Linked DNA regions of Arachis hypogaea: region 2 is linked to region 1. The links are chromatin contacts, called in public Hi-C maps. All regions are on one chromosome and are shown on one strand. The core of a region is the stretch at or near the end of the contact, and the rest is flanking DNA. Distances in the headings are between cores, read along the strand shown.

Region 1 (5,431 bases), core at 2,823-5,322:
GACGTTAATAAGAACTTTTTTTTAGAATAATCAAATTTTTTTCTTGTTGAAAACTAAAAAAATGACAACTTTTAAATGTTACTGTTATTTTAGGTAACAAATATTAAATTTATTATTAAGTTAATTAATAACATCGAATTAAATACGCTCACTTCAATGATAGGATAATATAACAAAATTATTTAACTTGTTGCTTGCTTGGGGTACATTCTTATTCAAAAGCGATTATGAGTTGTGTACTGTAAGTAATATCATTTTTTATTTTTTACTATAATGCAGTTTCATGTAAACATTACCAAACATAAATGTGTGTTGAAGACATACTTAGCGCACAATTGGACTAAAGTTTGCAAAATGAATTGCATGCAACATCTCGTTGTAAACTGTTACTTCTGCATCGACCTGTCTCTTATAGTTAGTATCCGTGGCCCTTGTTTTGTCGATCAAAACTTTCGTATTTACACCACCCACTTATGAACGAAAATATTTAGGTTTTACACAAGATTTTAGTTCGGTAGTTGGTGTTTTGAATTTTTATTTTGGTGGTATTGAAATGTGTGTTATAGTTCTGTTATAAAATAAATTATTGATCTTGGTAAAAAGAATAAATTAGATAAAATGGAAATCCCGTGTGGCCATGTGAATAATTATAGTCGGTTGTGACGATAATTTTAATTTTTTCTGCATGTGGTCTTATTCATCGGGGGATTAGTTGCGGTGAACATTGTTAAGGAAGCTTGCACTATTTTTTATTAGTCTTCTCTAAACGTGATTTTTAAATTTCAAAATGACTTTGTGGTTACTCGTTTAAAAATCGAAATGTGTTTCTACCAGGGACCCCAAAGCATAGCTACAGACCGAGCATGTGGGTCTAAAAGGACACGAAGGAAGAGACAAGCTACCCTCTATGACAGGTGAGAATGATTTGCCTACGATAGGAGATGCAGAAGTTCTTTAGAAGACGTTTTCATTCTCATTCCCCAAGGAACAGAAATGTGAAGATGAGGAACAAATAGTGGACAATTATTGTAGCATATGAACCTCAAACGTTTGGTTTTTTATTTTTTTTGAAACCAGGTTTGTGAATTAAGCCCTATCCATCGCTGCCAATGGGCCCAAAGTTACGGCCCATCTTCATAACGGTGGATAATCTGAGCATGTGTTGTGTGGCTTTAGGGTTAACCATTCTAAAGAAAGCCATGTGTGTTGGCTTCAATCGCCTACCATTCTCTGAGTATGTGACAATGGTTAGTTTGTTGGCTTTTGTAAGAATGGTTTAGGAGCAGCGGAAAGGGTTGGACTATTGGTTGAGACGTTTAAATTTCCTTGACCCTAAATGTTCACAAATTCATGCCACGCCTGGACGGATCTGTTATGGTGTTTGTTACCCTTAGGTGGTTTAGCGAGTGAGCGTAGTGAATATTTTTGTTAATAGGCGGGAAACTTGTGTCCACAAGGTTGGTAGTACAATAGCCCTGATTGATGTGTTACCTTCCACAGATAAGGAAATCAGCGGTCAAGATGGGCAAAGTGAACCAAAACCAACGCCATCAGATCCAATAATTTGGTGAATTAACGTTTCATGTGGAATTGACTAGAAACAGGAAGGACGAAGGCCCACAGGTGTTCCACGCATCACAATACACCAAAGGAATAAAAAAGCGGAGTGGTTACCCTCTATTTTACCCCTTTGATGACATTGATAGGTGACAGTCACATCATCTCCCATTTATGCTCAAATCCCTATAGGTTTAATGGACACAAAGCTATGTTTATTTTAAGTTGGAGACGGTGGTATCCAAATCATCCCCGCTAACACCACGAGTAGAGAAATGGAAACATTCGACCCGTTTTTTATAGATTCTCAGGATCCTTCTGCTGATGTCGGGCAAGCCATGTACATGGTCGATGATACTTTCTCTGCCGTTATTTTGATCACGTTGATAAAATCGGATCTTTGTGAGTTAAAATTTTCTTTGCTGTTTCCCTGTAGGGCCAATGACGGGCTCCGCGTTGACACCTTTGATGCCCTTGGTACCATTCAGGATAACAGCATGAACTTGGAGCATAGTGTTGACCTGGTTTGTGTTGTTGACTTCCCTTTTCTAATTTTTTTTTTGTTGTTGGTGTTACTATAGTTAATGCTTAGAGTGTTGTCGTGGTTGGTAGCGTCTCTTTTTGTGACTTAAGATCGATTGAAAGAGTCTCACATGCTAACCTCATGTTCATACCTTAACAGTCTCTGCTGGAGTAGCTGTTCCAACCAGTCGATGGTGGTGCTGATGTTGTCAAAAATGAGGAGAAATGCTTAGTTGGCTGCCTAGTTGATTTGGCTGAGCTATGTGTGGAGACCCTACATGGTTTGAACATTGTGTAGGTATATGTGTTTACTATACTCATGTCGAGTTAACAGCAAGCAGTGGCAGTGAGTGAAACCCCATGAAGTGTTCCGCTGCGTTGAGTTTTGGTTTCTGTTCTTCTGGACCCCGGTGACGAAGCATGTGTCGGTACCTTATTGAAAAGCAAAACCCTAAATACAAATGCGACACATGTTTCTTATGCGGGAAGGTCCCTTTCCACCCGATCATGAAAGCATCGAGCTTCACATCTGGGTCCTAATTTACGTATTAAACTATGAATGGTTGTGTGCTACATTCTGCAGGGCATCAAGCTAAAGGTTGCCAATGTAGAGGCTCGCATAGCAATGTTGGAGACCAAATCGGATTTGTCGGAGGGCATGCTCCTTCAGATCCTTTTGATTCAAACTCACTATGAGGACTACCATAAGATTGTGATGATTCCAAGGCCTAATAGGGAAAATGAAGGGGCCGACGGTGCGGATCTCATAGGCCGTTGTGGTAATAAAAAGGTGCCAAAAATGACAGCACACCCATCTGGGCATGGTGAGAAGCTTCATGAACAGGGCACAACAACAGCTGTGAAATCCTCAGAGGATAAAGGGAAGGCAATCCGCAAAGTCCCTGGACAACTCACTGTTGGACATTTTTGTTCCTAACTCCCCCACAGAAGATGATGTTGTTGTGATAGAAGAGTTGCCTTTGACATAGGGTAAAATGTCCACCGCGACCCTAATAGTATCTTTAGGTTTAGGACAGTTCTTCTCCCTACACTGGGCTATTGGCACTCCAAAGACGTCCCCCAACGATGCTGCCCTCCTAGGGGAACAACCTGGTAGTCCAATAGGGAAGGTAAAAATACTTCATATTGGTCTTCAATCCAAAGCCTTGTTCCTTTCCCTAATATGTGGTAACGAACTTTATGCAGGATATGCGGAGCCTTCCAGTGTGCAGTCAGTTTGAACGTATGACACAGCTAGCTGGCTTGTATAGCTCCACACCTCTGACACAGAAACTGGAGACGCTCCCCCGGCTTGACCATGTGGAAATCATGCCGATGAAAATGCGGCCTCTTCTGAACCTCAGCTGCCTGCCGCCAAGACCCCCCACAATTGGGGTCAAACGGCGCCCAATGATCCGCCAAGTTGCTAGCAGCAAGAGCCGCCGGTCAACCAGCAATGTGGATTCAAGCCTCCCGACTATTCCACTGGTATAACCCATGTTAATGCTTCACGTCTAGCATGCATATTCCATTTCCAATGAATGAGGCTAACGACTTTTCCTTTGACCTCCATGAATGTTCCTTTGCAAAGCTTTAATATGTACTTCTGGCCAACTCTTGGGATGGGATTATCGAGTGATGAGTGCAAGCTGGCGACATATATTTTCCAACACAAACAAGATAATCCGATTCCAAATCTCGAGTATGCCCCTAGACACACCTCCTGCAGTTACGATAAGCACAGTCACACACATTCACAATTGTTATATCGTGCACTGAAGAGGATGCTCTTATCTATTACCAGACATTCGTTTTCTACTTACCTCCCCAACTGAAATCCCGTTTTCATTTTTCGAATCAACCACCCAAAATGGCCAACAACAAGGGTTGGCCCAAACAAAAGCAAATAAATTTCAATTTACGTTGACATGTGGCAACCAACTTCTTTATCAAAAAACAAGAATGATGGAATGGGCCGAAATAAGCCCACTAAACTTCTACTGGGTCAGGGTAGGCACAACAAAATTCCCAACCACATTACTAAGGAATACAAGCATGAATCTAATGTTAGTGATTAGTGGAATTTTTTTTTGTTTTTGGCAGATTGGGCTAATTTAAACATGTAGTTCGTATTTCTTTAGTTGGGCATGGTTTGGGCTGCTTTTACACCAGTGGAATGGGTTTGATAATAACGTCCATTGCTCATTTTATACCCGAAAAATTAATGCGGAAGCTCCATACACGATCGAACCTAGCGCAAAACATTGCACAAAACAAGTTGTTTAAAAGAAATGTCTAAGGTAGGAAAATTTGAAGCTGGTTCTTAAAGGACTAGGGAAGAATATTCCAATTTAATGGTATATATTAGTACCGTACAAAAAATATGTAAATTTAGACAATTCTACTTTAAAGTAGTCCTAATTATAAAAGGGTCTGTTAGAATAAGTAACAAATTGATGAAATAGTTGAAAACTAAGTATATCCTTTTGATTAATTTTAAAAAAAGAATGAAAGAATTTTTTTGATATTATGAAAAAGTGGTATTTTGATGTCAGTATTAAAAGATTAAAAAGGTTTTTATTTTGATGTTTTTTATTCGTATGATAACTTAAATTTTGATTTCTAGTTTAAAATATTAAAGTATCTATAGAATTCATATTAGAAAACTAAAATATTTGTTAATTAGTGATGACTGCACATTATGTTAGGTTTTTTTATGTTTTTTCATACAAGAAATTAATGTTTTATGCTTAATTATTGAGTGTTTTAATACTTAAATAGTATATTGATTTGATCTTTTGATTTTATAAATTTTGTAAAAAATAAATAGAAAAAGAAGCAAAAAAAACACAAATTAAGGTTAGAAAGAAAAAAGAGGAATTTTGGAACACGCTTTAAAAATTGAGCAAAAGCGTGGCCCATGAACCATGAAGCCTTGGCATTAGTAACGTGATACATTAATGCCTTATGCATGCATTATCATTGAATTAATAATTAAAGCATGCATGCATTTAATTATTAATGCCAATTGGCAATGAATGAACAAATGAAGCTTTGCGTTAATTAAGTAATACATTGCCATTACTAATTAATCAAATAAAGCTTATGAAAGCATGCATGCATGAAGATATTAACGCCATCAATTCATGAAGCATGCGTTAATATAATATGCAAGGCGATTAATAATATTTAGAGCACCTACAATGGTGAGTTCCTCTTTCACTTTTTTCTGATACATAGGAACTCTAACTATTGGAGGAGACAAGGAATGAGTTCCTGCACGAGTCTCAAGATGAGGGAGTTCCTCTAAATAGAGACTCAAATTAACCAATAATAACTTGTCATTTGGCAA
Region 2 (5,593 bases), core at 805-3,304, 82 kb after region 1:
ACTAATTAGTATCTAAAGGAAAAAAAAACTAACTAGATCCTCTATAATAGTAAATAGAGAGCAGTTGATAGTATTGTCCCATGCTCATGTCGTAGCAACAAGACATATTATGTAGATAACAAAACACATGGGCAACTCTATTTCGTTTTGAATTATCCATAAACAGAAGGACATAACATGTCCATTGTTTACTATTATGGAGGATCTAATTAGTATTTTTCTTCTTCAAAACTTAAGTAGTATGAGGTCGAAATTCTCATGAATCTAATTGTCATTTTACTCTGTTTTTTATTATTATTATTAAAACTACTAGCTAGAGCTAACATCCTTTTTCATATTCATTTGTCTAATTGTTACCATAATTTCCAATTCTGAAGGCTGGAGTTCCGGATGGAGTGCTTAATGTAGTTCCCGGATTCGGCCCAACTGCTGGTGCTGCAATAAGCTCACACATGGACATTGATAAAGTAATTACTAGTTTAGTTACATGTTACACATTATTTGCAATGTTTTGAGTATGTAACATTTAATGAATAAATAAATATACATATTTTCAGGTTAGCTTCACAGGTTCAACAGAAGTAGGGCGTGAAATAATGCAAGCTGCAGCAAAGAGCAACTTGAAACAAGTGTCACTTGAATTAGGAGGAAAATCACCTCTCATTATCTTTGATGATGCTGATATTGACAAAGCTGCTGACCTTGCTCTCTTGGGCATCCTATTTAACAAGGTCAACAACATACATTTGCTTTCAATTAAGAATTACAAAAATGTTATGCGAATACTAAAAATCAGTGATCAAATTAGTTATTATAGAGTTGTGTATAAATATACGTGTAATTTTTATTTTTTTATATATATATTTTATATTTCAATGTATATTTTATATTATGATTCATTTTAATAGTTGATTTTGATGTATACTTAGCATAGTCATAAGAATTATATCTCTGCCTATAATTCTTTTATCTGTTTCTTACCGCGTGTCACACACCATCAGGGAGAAGTCTGTGTTGCAAGTTCGCGTGTGTTTGTTCAGGAAGGTATCTACAATGAATTTGAAAAGAAGCTAGTAGAGAAGGCAAAAGCATGGGTTGTTGGGGATCCTTTTGACCCTAAATCTCAGCAAGGACCTCAGGTAATTAATTAGTTAGTTAAGACTTGCGATCAATATATACACATTGACACACTAACTCATTATGATTCTTAATTCTCTGGTGGCTAATTATTTTCGATATAATTAATGTAGGTTGACAAGAACCAATTTGAAAAAGTCCTTTCCTACATTGAACATGGAAAGAGACAAGGTGCTACCCTGTTGACTGGGGGTAAAACACTGGGCAACAAGGGCTATTACATTCAACCAACAATTTTTTCTGATGTGAAGGTGAGTAATTCTAAGTCATCAAGAGTTTAAATTAGGTAGATAATTAATTATTTTAACAACTGTGCCGTTTAATTAGGAGGATATGCTTATAGCACAAGATGAAATATTTGGCCCTGTGATGGCACTCAAGAAGTTCAAGTAAGTGAGATAGATAATTCTATCGTTATCATTAAGGAAAAAGTGCAATAAGTATATTTGATGATCTGAAAAAACAGGACGATTGAGGAAGCAATTAAGAGTGCAAACAACACAAGATATGGGTTAGCAGCGGGGATAGTGACAAAGAACATAGACACAGCAAACACAATGTCACGGTCCATTCGTGCAGGGACTATTTGGATCAATTGCTACTTTGCGTTTGGGGATGATGTTCCTTTTGGAGGGTATAAGATGAGTGGATTTGGAAAAGATTCCGGATTGGATGCACTTCACAAATACCTACAAGTTAAATCTGTTGTCACACCTATTTACGATTCTCCTTGGCTTTGAATATGACATAAACTATATATAAATTCTCCTCCTGCATTTATATTATGTTTAATAAGGCAGGAGGATCACATTAGTAGGTAATCAATAATTCAATATGTTATTTCCTGCTTTCCGAGTTTGCGTATCGCACGGCAATTCTCTTCGTATAAAATATAGTTTCATAAAGTGCCTTTAATCAGATATGTTGTGATATGCTATGAATCCAAAATGATAAAGCGATTCAGAACCCTCTCGCGGGAAACATGTCAGATTACTAAAATCCCATCATATACATTATTAACAGTCTTTTCAACCAAACCACAAATTCATGATTAGTCAATAATAGTTTAAATTTGATAAAAGAAATAAATGAAATAAAGTAGTAGGTGAAAATCGAGAATCGCGCATTATTATATAAAGCTTTAATTTCCAAAATTCCATCCACAAGCAAGCAATAATTGATAAGACCTCTTGTTTCCATCGTACATAACCCCTCAAAACGATCCTATATTCTTTTTCTTTCTTTGCTTCCAATAATTAAGGAAAACACTCACGCGCGCGCACACAGGGGGCGAGTCCTTACAGTAGAGATGGTTGATAATGGTGTCTCTGATTCCTTATTCAAGATGCCCACTATCAAGTTTACTAAGCTCTTCATCAATGGACAGTTTGTTGATTCCATATCAGGTTCCATCTCTATTTTTCTTCCTTTTTATTGATCCTTCATTTCATTTTACTACCAGCTTTGTTCCTTTTTCCTTTTTTTTTTTGTTTTCAATTTTATCCCTTTTTTCTTTAATTTTTTCTTTTTTTGTTTTTATAAAAAATAAAGAGACTCGAACTCGTCACTTTTTAAGTGAATATGAGAATACTATATCATTTGAGAGATAACTCATTGCTTTCTTCGATCTTTTCACTTCTTGTATTTCATCCGATGTATATACATCTTTATGCTTCATTCCTTTAAAAAATAAAAAAAAAGATAAAGTATTATATGTACCTCAGTTTTAGGAGGTGGCTTCCAAATTAATGATACTTTATTTAATGGGAGTCACTCAGACGCTTAGAACGTCTTTTTCTAAAGACGTTTTTTAATAATTAAAATTTAACTTATATAATCAATCAAACTGTACTATTTTGTCAAAATTAGACCAAACAAATCAATTTGACTGAAAAATCGATAAATCAAATCTTGAACCGATCTAAATTAATTTATTTTTTTATAAAAAATGATTATAATATTCTTATTATAAAAAATTACTAAAATATTTTTTATTATATATATATTAATTTTGAAAATCTTAAATTCTAATTCTATGATGCCATAAAGAGAAGAGAAAGGTTAGAATTTAGAATTTTAAAATATATAGTAGAAATATTTTAAGTTATTTTCTATAATAAGAGTATTATAGTTATTTTTATAAAAAATATTAATTTAAATCGACTCAAGATTTGGTTTATCGATTTTTTGGTCAAATCGATTTATTTTATCTAATTTTGACAAAAATAACACAATTTGATCGATTATATAGGTTGAATATTAATTATTAAAAAAATATTTTTTAAAAAAAATGTTTTAAACATCTTTACGTGAATGACTCCCTTATTTAATTGCACCAACATATTATTTTTTCTAATTTTTTTCTCCTCTCTATAATATAATATATTTATATAAAGCACACAATATATAATCAACTTGTGTATTAAATTAATAGTAAAGAATTTAAATGACATATTTAAAGATAATCAAAATTTAGCTAGACTTCATTGTCATAAGTAATACAAAATAGATTTAATATTGTGTTAAATAAAGTAGAATTTATGTACAGATGTTTTTATATAAAATTATTAATTAAACATTATTATATAATAATTTAATAAAATATATTAAATCATCTAATATTTTTTAACTAATAATTCTATATGAAAATAGTTCTTTACCTTTAAATAATAATTTTGTATTTTGCTATACAAAACAAACAGGGAAGACATTTGAGACAATAGATCCGAGAACAGGAGAGGTAATAGTGAAGATCAGTGAGGGAACCAAAGAAGACATTGATGCTGCTGTTGCAGTGGCGCGTGAGGCATTTGACACAGGTCCATGGCCCCGCATGACCGGAATTGTACGGACCTTTTTATCCCTCTTCTGTTATTTCTTCTAGAACTAGTGAACTACTACTGTATAGAGAACCAACACGTAATTGTAAATTCGGGTGGTTAACAAAATTTGTTATTTTTTATTAATATTTAACTAATAAATATATTTTTATTTTAAATTTTAAAAATAAATATTAATTTAAAGTTTTAATTAATATTAATAAAAAATATTAGTGTCTAATATTTTTGAATCAAAAATTTAAAATTTAATTTTTATATATTATATATAAAATAATTTTTTTATATTAATTATCTGAATATTCATTAAAAAACGTACTTGATTATTGTAGAAATGTGTAAACATTAAGTTTGCTACAATTATGGCTGGAAGTGAGTCGAGTTGAGTCGAACTAGACCAAATTCAAGTTCAGCTCACGACTCATTAACAATCGAACCTATTTCGTAAGCTCAAATTCGACTCAACGAAAGCTCACGAATTGGTTCAAATAATAGAAACATAATCTATAATTCTATATTAATAAATTATAATTTATATATATTAAAAATATTAGTAAAATAAATTTAATATATTATTTATCTATTAATTATAAATTTTTTATTTATATCCTACATCAAAATAATTATAAAAGTTTAAATAATTAAGAACATTAATATATATACAAAATTATATATTACTATTTTATATGTATATATATTAAATTATTAATATGCATATCTTATATGTTTTTAATTTATAATTTTAATATTATATATAATTAAATCAGCTTATAAATTAATGAATTAAGTTTATCTAAGTTTAAATTTGACTTATTTAATTTATGAGTTTAAATCCAAACTCAAATTCAACACACTAGCTCACAGTTCAACTAAATAAACTATTAATGAATCAAACTTAAATTGCCTCGTAAGCGAACTTTGACGCACTTCCAGCCCCTACCACAATTATATAACATCTATTCACAACGTCAGATCAACGTTTTTTCTATATTTTGCCAACCTGGCCACTTTACTTTTGGAGAAAAGCAACTACGCGATTATTAAGAGAGTAAATGAATAAAATATAAGCATAGGTTTGGGTGTTAATGGTATTGGCTGGTGTGGTAATGAACAGGAAAGAGCAAAAATTATGGTGAAATGGGCAGAGCTTATTGAAGAAAATGGAGAAGAATTAGCGGCATTGGACACCATTGAAGCTGGGTTGCTATACCAATTCACCAAGTTTGAGATTCCCGCAGCAGCGGATATGTTGCGGTACTATGCTGGTGCTGCTGACAAGATTCATGGGAAGGTATTGAAGAGCTCTGGACAGTTCCATGCATACACATTAATGGAACCAATTGGTGTTGTTGGACACATCATCCCTTGGAATGTTCCTCTTATGATGTTCTTCACCAAGGTTGCACCTTCCATTGCTGCTGGCTGCACCATGGTCCTCAAACCCGCTGAACAGACCCCTCTCTCTGCTTTATTTGTTGCTCATCTAGCTAAGCTGGCATGTCTATATTAATTAATTCATTCATTTTCTTAACTAATTTATTCTTGAGTATATATTCAAATAAGTTCTTAAAAAAATTTATATTTAATGTTTTTGTCATAAGAAAATTTTATTATATTGA

Evidence for each region. Hi-C and Micro-C count contacts between places; a contact is called where the count stands out from the background.
Region 2: a Hi-C map of an unstated tissue shows a contact between it and region 1, with 4 times the contacts expected there. The contact joins the promoter of LOC112790258 here to the enhancer-like site in region 1. A contact is called at or near these places in 3 of 8 Hi-C or Micro-C datasets (leaf and an unstated tissue).

What each region holds. Positions count from the first base shown.
Region 1 is chr3:35,129,144-35,134,574 of arahy.Tifrunner.gnm2.J5K5, forward strand. No RefSeq gene overlaps it. Among protein-coding and RNA genes, the nearest start is that of LOC112790256, 19 kb to the left of the region's middle. Within about 2 kb of position 4,073, at least 3 of the 3 cell types and tissues checked have open chromatin away from gene starts, as enhancers often do.
Region 2 is chr3:35,213,164-35,218,756 of arahy.Tifrunner.gnm2.J5K5, forward strand. It overlaps LOC112790258 (aldehyde dehydrogenase family 2 member C4), which reads left to right and starts at 2,055. Exons shown (of 8, transcript XM_025832572.3): 1 at 2,055-2,543; 2 at 3,840-3,982; 3 at 5,089-5,469. The coding sequence starts at 2,447. It overlaps LOC112790259 (aldehyde dehydrogenase family 2 member C4), which reads left to right. Exons shown (of 9, transcript XM_025832573.3): 4 at 378-467; 5 at 558-731; 6 at 1,002-1,139; 7 at 1,251-1,388; 8 at 1,465-1,526; 9 at 1,604-1,989. The coding sequence ends at 1,877.